Regions from separate parts of the Mus musculus genome. Here region 2 is linked to region 1. A link is a contact called in public Hi-C data. All regions are on one chromosome and are shown on one strand. The core of a region is the stretch at or near the end of the contact, and the rest is flanking DNA. Distances in the headings are between cores, read along the strand shown.

Region 1 (5,945 bases), core at 1,964-4,463:
TTGATTATGTTCTAGGTTTGTTGATCTTATTTCAACCTCTCTCACACACATAGAGTGGCACAGACAACATTTTATTTTTCTTAGACATAAATGCCATACTGTCGTACCCAAGCTCACCACTCTCACTTGCCCTGGCCCATTTCCTAGCCTAGGACTTCAATTCGAAGCCTCCCAAACCTCCCCTTCAAAGCTTGAGTTTCATACAGGAATCCTTGAAGCTGAGGCTCCCAAGCAGGGGGTGGGGAGAAGGAGTTGAATGAATGGATACAGCTGAAGGAGCTGATATCTTTTCATGTATAATCATGTTAGGAATCTGAAGGTCAGATTATCATGGGTTAACCCATTCAGCCCTAGGATCCAAGAATCCTTCATATAGAATCAAAGAAGAGACAGAAGGAGAAAAAGAGACATTCTGGAAGCATCCACAAATCAAGAATGCCTGAACTTATCTAAATCCAATGTGTATAGAAAGTTCTCCCTTGGAGGGAATGGGTCCTGTTGCCATGACTTTAGGTTTCTTCTGGTCTTTAGACACATGAGATAATGAATTTCTATTGCTCCAAGTTACTATGGTAACTTGTGACACGCTCAATCTATACTGCATCATCTATATCTGTATCTATCTATATTTCTATATCCACATATCTTTTTACGTATCAATATTTATCATCTATCTATCTATCTATCTATCTATCTATCTATCTATCTATCTATTGTCTGTCTGTCCGTCTGTCTATCCACCCTTTTGTAGTCCATCCACCCATCTCATCCACCCATCCAATGCTGAAATTTGGAGGCCATCATCCTCACTGGTTTCACTCTCAGGTCTTCCATTTACTTATATCCAGTACAGAGGCACAAAAAAGTTATTGTTAACCAAGCTGGAGTAAACAATGATAAATCACCTTCTAAGAATATAATTGAAAATCTAGTGAAGGAACAACAAAGACCAAGACAAAACAAACCATCCTTGTGTTGGATAACATCTACTATCAACCTGATAGAACCTAGAATCACCGTGGGCTCCTGCCTCTGGGCAAGTCTGTCTGTGGAGAAGTTTCCAGATTGAGTTAATTGAATTGACAAGATCCACCCTATGAGCAGCACTATCTCATTGGCTGGAGTCCTGGACCAGCTAAAAAGGAGGAAATGAGCTGAGGACCAGCGGCCATGGTGTTCTGCTTCTGGTCTGTGAGCACTGTGTAGCAAGTTGCCCCATGTTCCCACTATCATGCCTTCCCTGCAGTGATGAACTGGACCTTCTAACTACGAGCAGCAGGAACCCCTTCTTCCTTAAGCTGCTTTGGTTAGGGCATTTTGTCATAGCATCAAGACAAGCTACTGACTAACACCTAATAGAGGTGGCTATACTATTTAGGATTGGTGTTCCTCGTTTCTCTCAAAACACTTTTATTTTGCACTATTCTAAAACCTTTTGAAGCTTACCAGTGAACTGAAAAGCTATCAGAATTCAGGAAGAAAACTGAGGAGTACTTGCCCTGCCCTCTGGCTCAGCCAATTTGTACAGGGGCGGGGGGGGGGTGCGGGGGGGGGGGGAAGAGCGGCTGTCGTAAGTAAGAGCTGGCTTGTGTCCCTAACTTACCCTGGCAGTTGAAAAAAAAAGAAAGAGCCTCCTGGTTCCCAAGCATGTTACTCAGTAGGAGGGGTCAAAGTGCATCACACTCAGTCCCCAAATCACACCCGAGATACATTCATATGCCAGGAAAGAGGCACCGGTACAGGCTCGGCTTCTGAAGCCAGATGGGAAAAGTGACAGATTCTCAGAACTCACAACTGAAACATTAGGGCCAAAACAGAACCCATAGGCAGCCAAGGAATAGTCACAGCGACCCTCAACGCCACCCTAGACACTTCCATCAGGATGGCTACTTGGAGCCGCCATTTAGCCTGTGTAACCTCACACCACGGGGCATTTTTCTGAGCTACAGAGATGTACAGCACTTTACTGCCACACTCTGCCTCTGACTTGTGTTTTGTTAAAGGCTAAAGGGGGTGTGTAAGTGCCTTTACTTCGCCAGTTCCAAAGTCCTCCGCCCTGTCCTCTGAATCCCTTCCAACTGAGAGGACTCTGTGTTCCCTCTTCTGTAGCCCAGAAGACTGGGAGATGCCCCAAGATCAGAGCTACTCCACCTATGTCTCACACCCCAGGGATGGGGCAAAGGGCCTGGGACAGACAAGAGCATTAGGGTTGGGCTGTTTTTCTCTCTTCCATCTCTATGAATACCAGGTCCTCCAGGTCCCGCTCAGTCTAACACACTGATTGCAATGGCCCCCTGCCTTAAGCTCATCTTTCACCTCAGTAGTCCCCCAGCTTGCTTGTTCCTTTCCACAGTTCTTAGCCAGTTCCCAGAAAATGGTTTAGAAGTGTTGGATGCCTAACTCCCAGATTTCTGTGTTGGCCCTCTCTGAGTAGGGAGGTGAGTTCTCAGAGAGCAGAGCTCCATGTGTGGGCAGACTGGGAGGGACCCTAACCCTAATCAGCACAGACTACATAGTGAATGTCTAGATACCCATCCCTATCCATAGCCAACATCAATGGGTGCTCACTGTCCTATCACTTTCCCCTGCTCCTCTTATCCTGTGGAATATTGGTGCCCATCCCAGACATCATTTCAGCTGTAAATACTGCAGGATGCCCTGTTTACAGGAAAGACACACTGATGCTCTCATGCCCTGACACCTAATGTTAATTCTGAATGGTTGCTTAGCTTTCATGGCCTTAACTTACTGTATCCCGAAACAGTGGTGGGAGTTACCACCAAAACTCCCTTTGCAGACCACTAAGCCAAGGAAAGCCAGTGGTGTGATAATTCTGGTTTTGTGAATCAAAGGCCATGTGATCTTTCCACTCTGCCTTCACCTCGCTGGGGGCAGAGGATGACACGCTTGGAGAGCAGCTGGCTCTGAATGAGCCTCATGCCCACACAGCACAATGTCTTGAGTCTTCACTGTACTCTGCCCTTCTTGAATCTGAGCAAGAATCCACCCTATTTGGCTGCTTTTAGCATTCTTTACTTTTCTTACTTTAACAGTATAAAGTTATAGCTCTAGTCACGTTAACGACTTCTGGCTTTATTTGCAGTCTTTGGGGAGAGAGGCAGGAAAAGACACGACAGATTTCTGTGTGGATTCTCCAGCACAGTCGCTCCGGGGAGGGCATTCCCCAATGATTCATAGTGACTCATTCATAACTTCCCCAGCAGATCTCAGCAGCGAAGGCAAACGCAAAGGAATTTTCATGGTTGAGGGATGCCTCTTCCCCTAGCCGGCTGGGCTCCTACCCTGGAGTCCCTTTAACCTGGAGCCTTTCATCTAGGTGTGGATGTTGATGGGGAAGCATCGGAACTGAGAACTGGGTCTTGCAGGATCACTAGACAGATCTGTATGCATGGGATAACACTGCTCTCACAAAACAAAATTGTGAGTGCCAATGACTTCTTCCTCAGATATTGCAGTACAGCATCGATCGAAGGACAGGGGAGATGACCCCTCACTGAGAACCACAGAGTCTCCGCCCTCTGTATGCACCAGTTCTCAAACTGTTATCACATTGCATCAAAAATACCTGCATGTACATCTGGGTTAGTTTCCTTAGGTCAGGACCTCTGAGCCCCAGCTATCAAAAGCTAAGTAATTCCTGGATTGGGTAGGATGCTGTCCTGGGTATTTCAGGTACTTAGGTGGACTCTCTTCCTGAAGCCCTGATAACCCAAACTGCCCAGAGGTTTCCCGTTATCCCTAGGCGGGTAGAAATGTCCCTGAGGGAAAACCCCTGATTCAGCGCATAGACTCGGTAATCTGTGACCTCTGCAATAACTGTGTTTCAATAATACCCAGTAGGATTGACTCTGAGTATAAGTCTTAAAGTAAGGGTTGGATTCCAAGGAACTGCCATGCGAAGCAGGTTGGAGATACAGTGCGATACAGATGGGACAGGTGAGGCTCAGAAGGTTCTGGGTCTTCTCAGCTACACAGTTAGGAGGGACGTGGCGAGTAAGTGTAGATACACTACGTCCAAACCCTAATGAGGGGAAGGCAGAGAATAGGGAACTCAAAGGAGGCTCTGGATCCTCCAGCTTTCTAGCTCCGACAGCCAAGGAACAGGGCAGATGATGCCACACAGACAGAACATTCTAAGCGCCTGCAGCTGTTAATTATAGAGGAGCGTGTTCTGAGACATGCTTCAGTCTGGATGGAGCCTCTGCGCTGACTGCAAACTGCCTGGAGCCTTGTGATCCGACCGAGCGTGGGGAGCGGCGGAGTCAACTCTTAAAAGCCTTCTCCAGTCCTTAAACTAGAGAATTAATGATAAGTGATCATAATTTGAACCACACGTACAACGTGGGGTGGCCAGACAAGGCTCAGAGCCCCAGTGCAATTGGTTTGTGAATGAGTTTAGTTCCAAGGCTTAAACACTATCTTAATTAGGTTTGGAGCTCACTTCCCTTTTTCTGAACAGGAAAACAGAATGGAGTAAGTAGCGCCGTAAGCAGTAAGTAGTAGATTCATATTTGAAGGTTGGGTGGGAGACGGATTGGGATTCCCATGGTTTGTGATAGGTACCCAGTTTGCTGAACAGCAAAGGTCTAATTCTAACTCCCTGAGGGCTTTGTTTTTTTTTTTCTTTCAGCATCATGCTACTGTAGCCGAAGACATCAGCTTCCCACATCTGTAACTCAAATACACTCACCCATCTGAGCGTGCACAGCAGTGTTGTTAGCAGGCAGCCTGGGGGTGGATAGTTAGGGCCAGAGTGTTACCATGCCATGACTGCTTCAGCTCTCCTGAAATCCCCGGGAGAAACCTTAACCCTCAAGATGAGGATGTTTAGAGACAACTAGATCGTATGGACAGAACCCTTAGAATGAAATTAGTCACCTTATATACGATACCTAGGAGGTTTTCCCACTTTGCCTGCCCTGTTAGGATACAGCAAGATGTTCATCTAGGAGCCAAAAAGTAGCCTCTTGTCTGGATACTTTACTAAGGCTTTGATCCTGGATATCCAGTCCCCGGAACTACAAAAATAAAATGACATATCTGTTTGGCAGTCTATGGTTTCTGTAATGAACATAAAAGTTCAGTGCAAGTATAGGTTACCAGTCCTTGAGTTGTTGGTCAGAGGTGTCCTGGAGACCCTCCAAATAGTACAGGCTATTGCCATTGTTCCCAATTCCTCACCAGAACTTGGTGGTAAGACCCTACTGCAGATGATACCATGCATATATGTCGCATCATAGAGAGACATTGAGATGGTACTGATCAGGAAGCATTTTCCTGGCTGGCTAGCTTTATATTACTGGCAAACCTTATGCAGGCTGTTACAGAGAAAGTCATCAGTATTATTACCCAGTGGTAAGGCCATGTGAACTGCAATATGACCACTAGGGAAAGACACTTCCAGGAATGCAATGGTGGAATGAATGATATGGTGGTAACCAATTGGCAATTGGATTCAGGACCTGTTCCACAGGTGCAAACACATGCCTGGTAATGTAAACCTGACCAAGAACCCATGGCTGGGAGTTTACAGGTCAAAGTGATGAAGCTACTACTGTTATTTTGCTAAATGGTCATAGCATCAAACAGCCTCTAAAACCCATAGATTACCGCAGCTCTCAGACCCCCATCAGAGAAATTTCTATGTGCAGTGTGTAGTGGCTATTGCAGAAACTCATAACTGGTCAAAGTGCAAAGAATAACTGCCAGTGTATTGCTCATCCATAAATAGAACATACATGTCACACCCTCCCTAAGGCTCAGGGACCATCACAAAAGGGGTAGAAAGAGTGAAAGTGTCAAAGTTCTGGGAAGGCTGGAGTGACCTTCTGGACATGACAGTGACCTTCCGGACATGACAGGCCTGTTGTGATCATGAGGTCACAGCAGCTATGTTTTCTAGCACAAGATCCTCACACGATCAA
Region 2 (5,945 bases), core at 2,032-4,531, 250 kb after region 1:
TTGATGACAGACTGTGACGTTGTTTTCTCCTCAGCAGCTTTTATTTACAGTGTTTGTCACAGCAATGGACACAAACTATGTCATAACCCTATTTCATTCATTTCAGCTGCTCTTCACTTTTGATCCTGTGCAACCTTTTAAATAAAACTCTGCCTTCCATTGATATATATATATATATATATATATATATATATATATATATATATTATATATTATATATATATTATATTATATAATGCTTTTGCTTTATTTCTGTCACTCCATACAATATGCAATATGATAATGGAATTCTGCTGCCTGGCTACTCATGTTTACAGTCAAAAAAACATTACTATGGAAATGAAGCACTGCTGAGCAGCAGAAGATACACGCTTCGAGATGATTACACATTGGTTTAGTCCCTTTCAAAGCAGTACTAGCTGAATGTGGCAGTGCATATGCTCAGTCCTTCCAACTCTGGATGTTGAGGCAGGTAAGTCATGGATTTGAGGACAGCCTAGGCTACATAGAGAGAACTTGTCTCAATACAAATAAGCAACAAACAATAATGAGTAAATAGATTAAATAATATAAAGTTATAACAATTTTCAGTTCTACTCCAGGGTCTGAGCATTTCCATCAGCTCATATCTTCCTTTGTATGCCCAGGACTTCTGATACAAGCCATTTCACATATGGCTTGTGCTTACAGGCAAAAGCCATATGGAAATGAAGCATTGCTGAGCAGCAGAGGATGCCTGCTTCCAGATTGTTACATATGGATTTAGTGCCTTTCAAAGCAGTACTGCCTGAGTGTGGTAGTACGTGTGTTCAATCCTTGCAGTTCAGGATGCTGAGTTGACCCTGTGTTCTGGATGTGTCCTGGGAGCTGGGGTCTTTCCCAATGGGCACTCAGGACTGGTGGAAGGAGGTGGGGATGAGGCACATCATACTAAGTGTGTGGAGACTGTCCCCTCACTCTGTACAGTGGATTTCTCCTGATTGCCTCTTAAGGATTCATTATATCATTTTAAGCAACTGCCTCCTTGCTTGCTCATATGGTCCATCCTTAAGTTGTCTGAAGTAACTGGAGACTCACAGTAATAGTTCAGCAAATCTATTACATTATCCCTCAAATTCCATTTACTTATTTTTGTGTTGTGTTTTGTCTATACAGACCCTGATTCTGGAGCTCAGATTTGCTTGGAACTTATTATGAAAACTGGCCTCACACTCACGGCAGTCCTCCTTCTTCAGCCTATGTGCTGGGACTTCAAGATACATTGCCAAGCCCAGACTCTAAATTTGAGAGGATTAGGAAATTTCTGCAGATGAAATAAAAGCTACACACACACACACACACACACACACACACACACACACACACACACCACTTTCTCTGTAATCCTGAAAGGCCCATTGACTACTAAAGCAAGTCTATGGAGCTGTGGCTTTTTCTGGACAAACATATGCTGATCTTTTTTCTGGAGCAAGTGCTGCAGAAGAGCTTACTGAATTGAAATAGGATATAAACTTGATTACTGAACAAAGAGTCCAGTACTCCAGAGATTTGTAGAGATTTTTTTCTACAGCAATGATGTTTATAGATGTATTAATATTTTGTTATTATTGGTAGCATTTTATAGGTAACCTTTTTATTTATTTTTATTCACTTTACATCCTGATCACTACCCACTGCCTCCTTTCCTCCCAGTTCCATCCTCACATCCCCCTCCCCCTGCCACCTCCCCTTCTCCTCTGAGAGGATGTGGACCCCTGGGTACCAACTGACCCTGATACATCAAGAGGCAGCAGGACTAAGTACATCCTCTCCCACTGAGGCCACACAAGGCAACCCAGATAGGAGAAAGAGATCCAAAGACAGGCAACAGAGTCAAAGACAGCCCTGCTCTAAGTGTTAGGGGATCCACATGAAAACCAAGATGCATATTTGCTACAAATGTGTAGGGAGCCTAAGTCTATCCCTTGCATACTCTGGTTGGTGATTCAATCTCTGTGAGCTCTCATGGGCCCAGGTTAGTTGACTCTGTAGGTCTTCTTGTGGTATTCTTGAACAGCGCAGCTCACATAATCCTATTCCCCACTCATCCACAGGATTCCGAAAGCTCCGCCTGATGTTTGGCTGTGGATCTCTGCCTCTGTTTCCATCCGCTACTGGATGAAGCCTCTCAGGAGATAGTTATGCTAGGCTCCTGTCTGCAAGCATAACATAGTGTTAATAATAGTGTCAGGAGTTGGCTCCCTCCCATGGGGTGGGTCTCAAGTTGGACTAGTCATTAGTCATTCTTCCAATCTCTGCTTCATCTTTATCCCCACACATCTTATAGGCTGTCAAGTCAAAGGTTTTGTGGTAGGTTGGTCTCCCCCTCCCTACATTGGAAGTCCTGCCTGACTGCAGGAGTTTGTCACTTCAGGCTCCATATCCCCAGCTGCTAGGAGCCTCAGCTAGGGTCACCTCCACAAACTCTGAGGAGTCTCCCCCTTCCAAGGTCTCCGGCTTGTCTCAGAGATGCCCCCTCTACCAATTTCTGTTTTCTCTCCCAACCCTCCCCCCACCCTACTCTCCCCACACCTGATTGCCCCCCCCCATTCCTGTTTATTCCACTACCCCAATTCCCTCTTTCATCCACTCCCAATGCCTATTTTATTTCTTCTTCTAAGTGAATTCAAGCATCCTTTCTTGGGCCTTCCTTGTTACTTAGCTCCTTTGGGGTCTGTGGATTATAGCCTGGCTATCCAGTACTTTATGGCTAATGTTTACTTACATTTTTAAATATAGAATTCCAGTGACATTACATGGTATTACTTTCTACATGGTAGACCAAAAGTGCTAGGAGAATATAATTCATCGATGCCTTTTCTGTACTGGGTGAGTTAGATATGTACCCCTCTGCAGGGGTCATTTTTCTCATATCTCAAATGAGCTAGTATTTCAATGGATTCTTTTGAGATTTAATCATTTTTTTCTTAGTGTTTGGAAAGTGGTAAATATTTAACCAATGTTGGTTCACTCTGTCCCTTAAAACGCATCTAGTAGACCTATGCAATGAAACTCAAGTTAGGACTTCCCTGAAGTTCCAGTGAGACTACATATAGCATATGTCCCGTGAATCCATCCATAGTGATTCCCTCAAAAGCAATCCAGGGGATACATTTTAGTGATCAGACAAAAGTTCAAGATTATACTTTTCCAACACTAATTTCTATGCTCATGGACTCTCCTAGCTTGCTGCTCATTCCCAGCCCCTGGGCTTCTCTGTAACAAATGTTTATTTCCTCATTCCGCCAGGGCTGTGGCTGTCTTTGGTGGCCTCCAGGAATGCCTGGAACTGACTCGATGGGTCACAGAATGTAGTCTTGGGTTTAGGGGAAGCTCCTGATTTTTCAAATGCCTTTTCCTGACATGCATTGTTTCGGACATCTGTAGAAACAATAGCCATGAGTTATTTATAGATGAGTATGAATGCTGCATCCATGCTGAATCTCTATTTGCACAAGGCTTCACACAGATTTGATAGAAATTTCTTCCCAAGTTACTCTGGCTATTCAACAAAATCCATACTCCAGAAAGTGACACCCCTCACACCTTTCACTTACAAACATTAAGAAAGGGTTTTGAAGAAGAAATAAAATTACCAAACATGTTCTATTCCTGCCTCTATCAACTCTTGCCTATAACAGCTCTTAAAAAGAGAATCACTATCTTAAAGGCAAAGATCTACATAAAAATTCCAACACCAAACAGCCTCACCTTGAGTAAAGGATCAATAGATGTCTGGCTGGAAGGATTCCTCAGAGCTTGGTCACCTCAGACCCTTCGTTTCCCAGTGTCTAGAAAGACAATGAGGTCAGTCAAGGGATAATGATAAGTAATATGTGAGATGGCATGCCGGCAGGTCTCCATGGCCACTGGGCCACAGGAAGGAGAGAAGAAAATGAAGTTCAAGCTTTGTCTTTCATGTTGTAGTATCAAGGGATGATGTTTATTCATATTAAAAATGTTGATGACATATGAAAATTGTCATCCTAAAACAGAGAGCTTTGGGCCAGTCACTGGATCAACAAACACACAAAAAAGGCAAAATCCCACCCAGAGTTTTTCTGACTTTTAGCCAGTTGTTCTCTGAGTTAGCTGGTTACCTGGATAGATAGGTAGGCAGACCAAGGTAGACCAAGAAGTAGCTAAATGGGTGTGTACACAGATAGGCAATAGAGATAGAGGGAGAGGCAGATCTGTGGAAACATGAATTAAATCATTGATTCATTGATTATTTTTCAGAAACTGCTGATGGATTTTCTAAAACTGTAGTGGAGATATGAATCTTTTATCACATTACCAGTGAGTCATTTTAACGGGAAGAGAAATGATTTTCCATCTTACTGACTTTGGTTTGCCTGTGGGTGATCTGCCATTCACACAGCATGTTAGTGATATCAGTAATCAAGCTATCACTATTCATTCAGACTCCATATCTCTCTGGGTGGTCACGGCACCTAAGCACCATTAATTCATTCACTTTCTGATTCCCAGGAGCCAGAGAATGTAGCCTCTACCCCGGAAGCACTAAATGTTTAGTTCGAAGAACAGGGAAACTGTCACAGGGATGGAAATGCAATATTTGACAGAATCAAGATTCTAGATGATTTCGATGAGCAAGACTTGGAACCAAAATTAAATACGGGTGTAAAGATTTGTGAAGTATTTTGTGAAGTAAGCAAAAAAAAATGTGATTGATTTGGCCTAGCAAACACAGAAGTGGTTGCTCACAGTCAGCTATTGGATGGATCACAGGGCCCCCAATAGAAGAGCTAGAGAAAGTACCCAAGGAGCTAAAGGGAAATGCAACCCTATAGGTGGAACAACATTATGAACTAACCAGTACCCCCCAGAGATCTGTCTCTAGCTACATATGTATCAGAAGATGGCCTAGTCAGCATCAGTGTAAAGAGAGGCCCATTGGTCGTGAAAACTTTATATGTCTAAGTACAGTGGAACACCAGGGCCAAGAAGTGGGAGTGTGGGTGGGGGGGGGATTGGGAGAGAGGGCATGGGGGACTTTTGGGATAGCACTGGAAATGTAAATGAAGAAAATACCTAATTAACAAAAAGGAAAAAAGATAAAAAAATAAAAAAATTACACTATTGAGCATAAAAATAACACAGTATACAATAACAAAGATGCAATTAGTATAAAACATATTTTATTTATTTATGCATTGACTAATGTGATTTTTGTATGTGATATATCTTTCCATATACATATATGTGTGTTCCAGTGCCCATGCATACTCATACAGATTCCAGAGGTTAATGTCATGTATCTTTCTCTACCAGTGTCCACCTTATTTTTGTGACAATCTTTCATCAAACCCTACTCACTGATCAGTTAGATAGTGTGAGCACTGACTCCAGGACCTGCCTTTCTCCACATTCCCACACCACGCCCTGTGCTAGGGTTACAGGCACATGCTACCATGTCCAGGTTTGTATGTGAGTGTTGGAGATCTGAGCTCACAGCAAACACATTACCCACAGAGATATATTTTTGCTCCCTTCTAGAAAACATCTCGAGTGGCATTTTCATTTGCTAGGGCTAATATGAGAAAACTTGACAAACTGAGTCATTTGGACAGTAGTTTACTGCATCACGGTTGTGGAGGCAAAGGGCCTGAGGTTAAGACTCCAGTGGAGATGGTTAGTTCTGAATGCTAGGAGTCTCTTCCTTAGCTTCTCATGTAGTGCAGGAATTATCTAATGTTCACTGGCTAGGAGACCTGTTTCCATGGTGTCTGCCCTCACTATCAAGTCATTTCCCAATTTCCTCCCTTTTATGAGAACACTACTCACTTTGGGCTAGAGACCATCCCTAAGGACTTTATCCTAACAAAATGCATTTGCTATGCCCTTGTTTACAAGCGAGCTCCCATTCTGAGCTACTGGGAATT

What was found. A called contact is a pair of places that touch in the nucleus more often than the background predicts.
Region 2: a contact with region 1 is called in a Hi-C map of the AML12 cell line, with 4 times the contacts expected there. The contact joins two enhancer-like sites. A contact is called at or near these places in 1 of 484 Hi-C or Micro-C datasets (the AML12 cell line) and 1 of 115 datasets of contacts at active chromatin or transcription factors (fibro-adipogenic progenitors).

Annotation. Positions count from the first base shown.
Region 1 is chr7:74,373,663-74,379,607 of GRCm38.p6, forward strand. All of the region lies in intron 2 of Slco3a1 (solute carrier organic anion transporter family, member 3a1), which reads right to left. Among named protein-coding and RNA genes, the nearest start is that of Slco3a1, 180 kb to the right of the region's middle. Within about 2 kb of position 3,214, at least 80 of the 459 cell types and tissues checked have an H3K27ac peak or open chromatin away from gene starts, as enhancers often do. A contact at or near this core is called in the AML12 cell line, where this site is marked.
Region 2 is chr7:74,625,985-74,631,929 of GRCm38.p6, forward strand. Gm39037 (a long non-coding RNA gene) reads left to right here and starts at 266. Exons shown (of 2, transcript XR_001778346.1): 1 at 266-472; 2 at 1,156-1,530. Within about 2 kb of position 3,282, at least 7 of the 459 cell types and tissues checked have an H3K27ac peak or open chromatin away from gene starts, as enhancers often do. A contact at or near this core is called in the AML12 cell line, where this site is marked.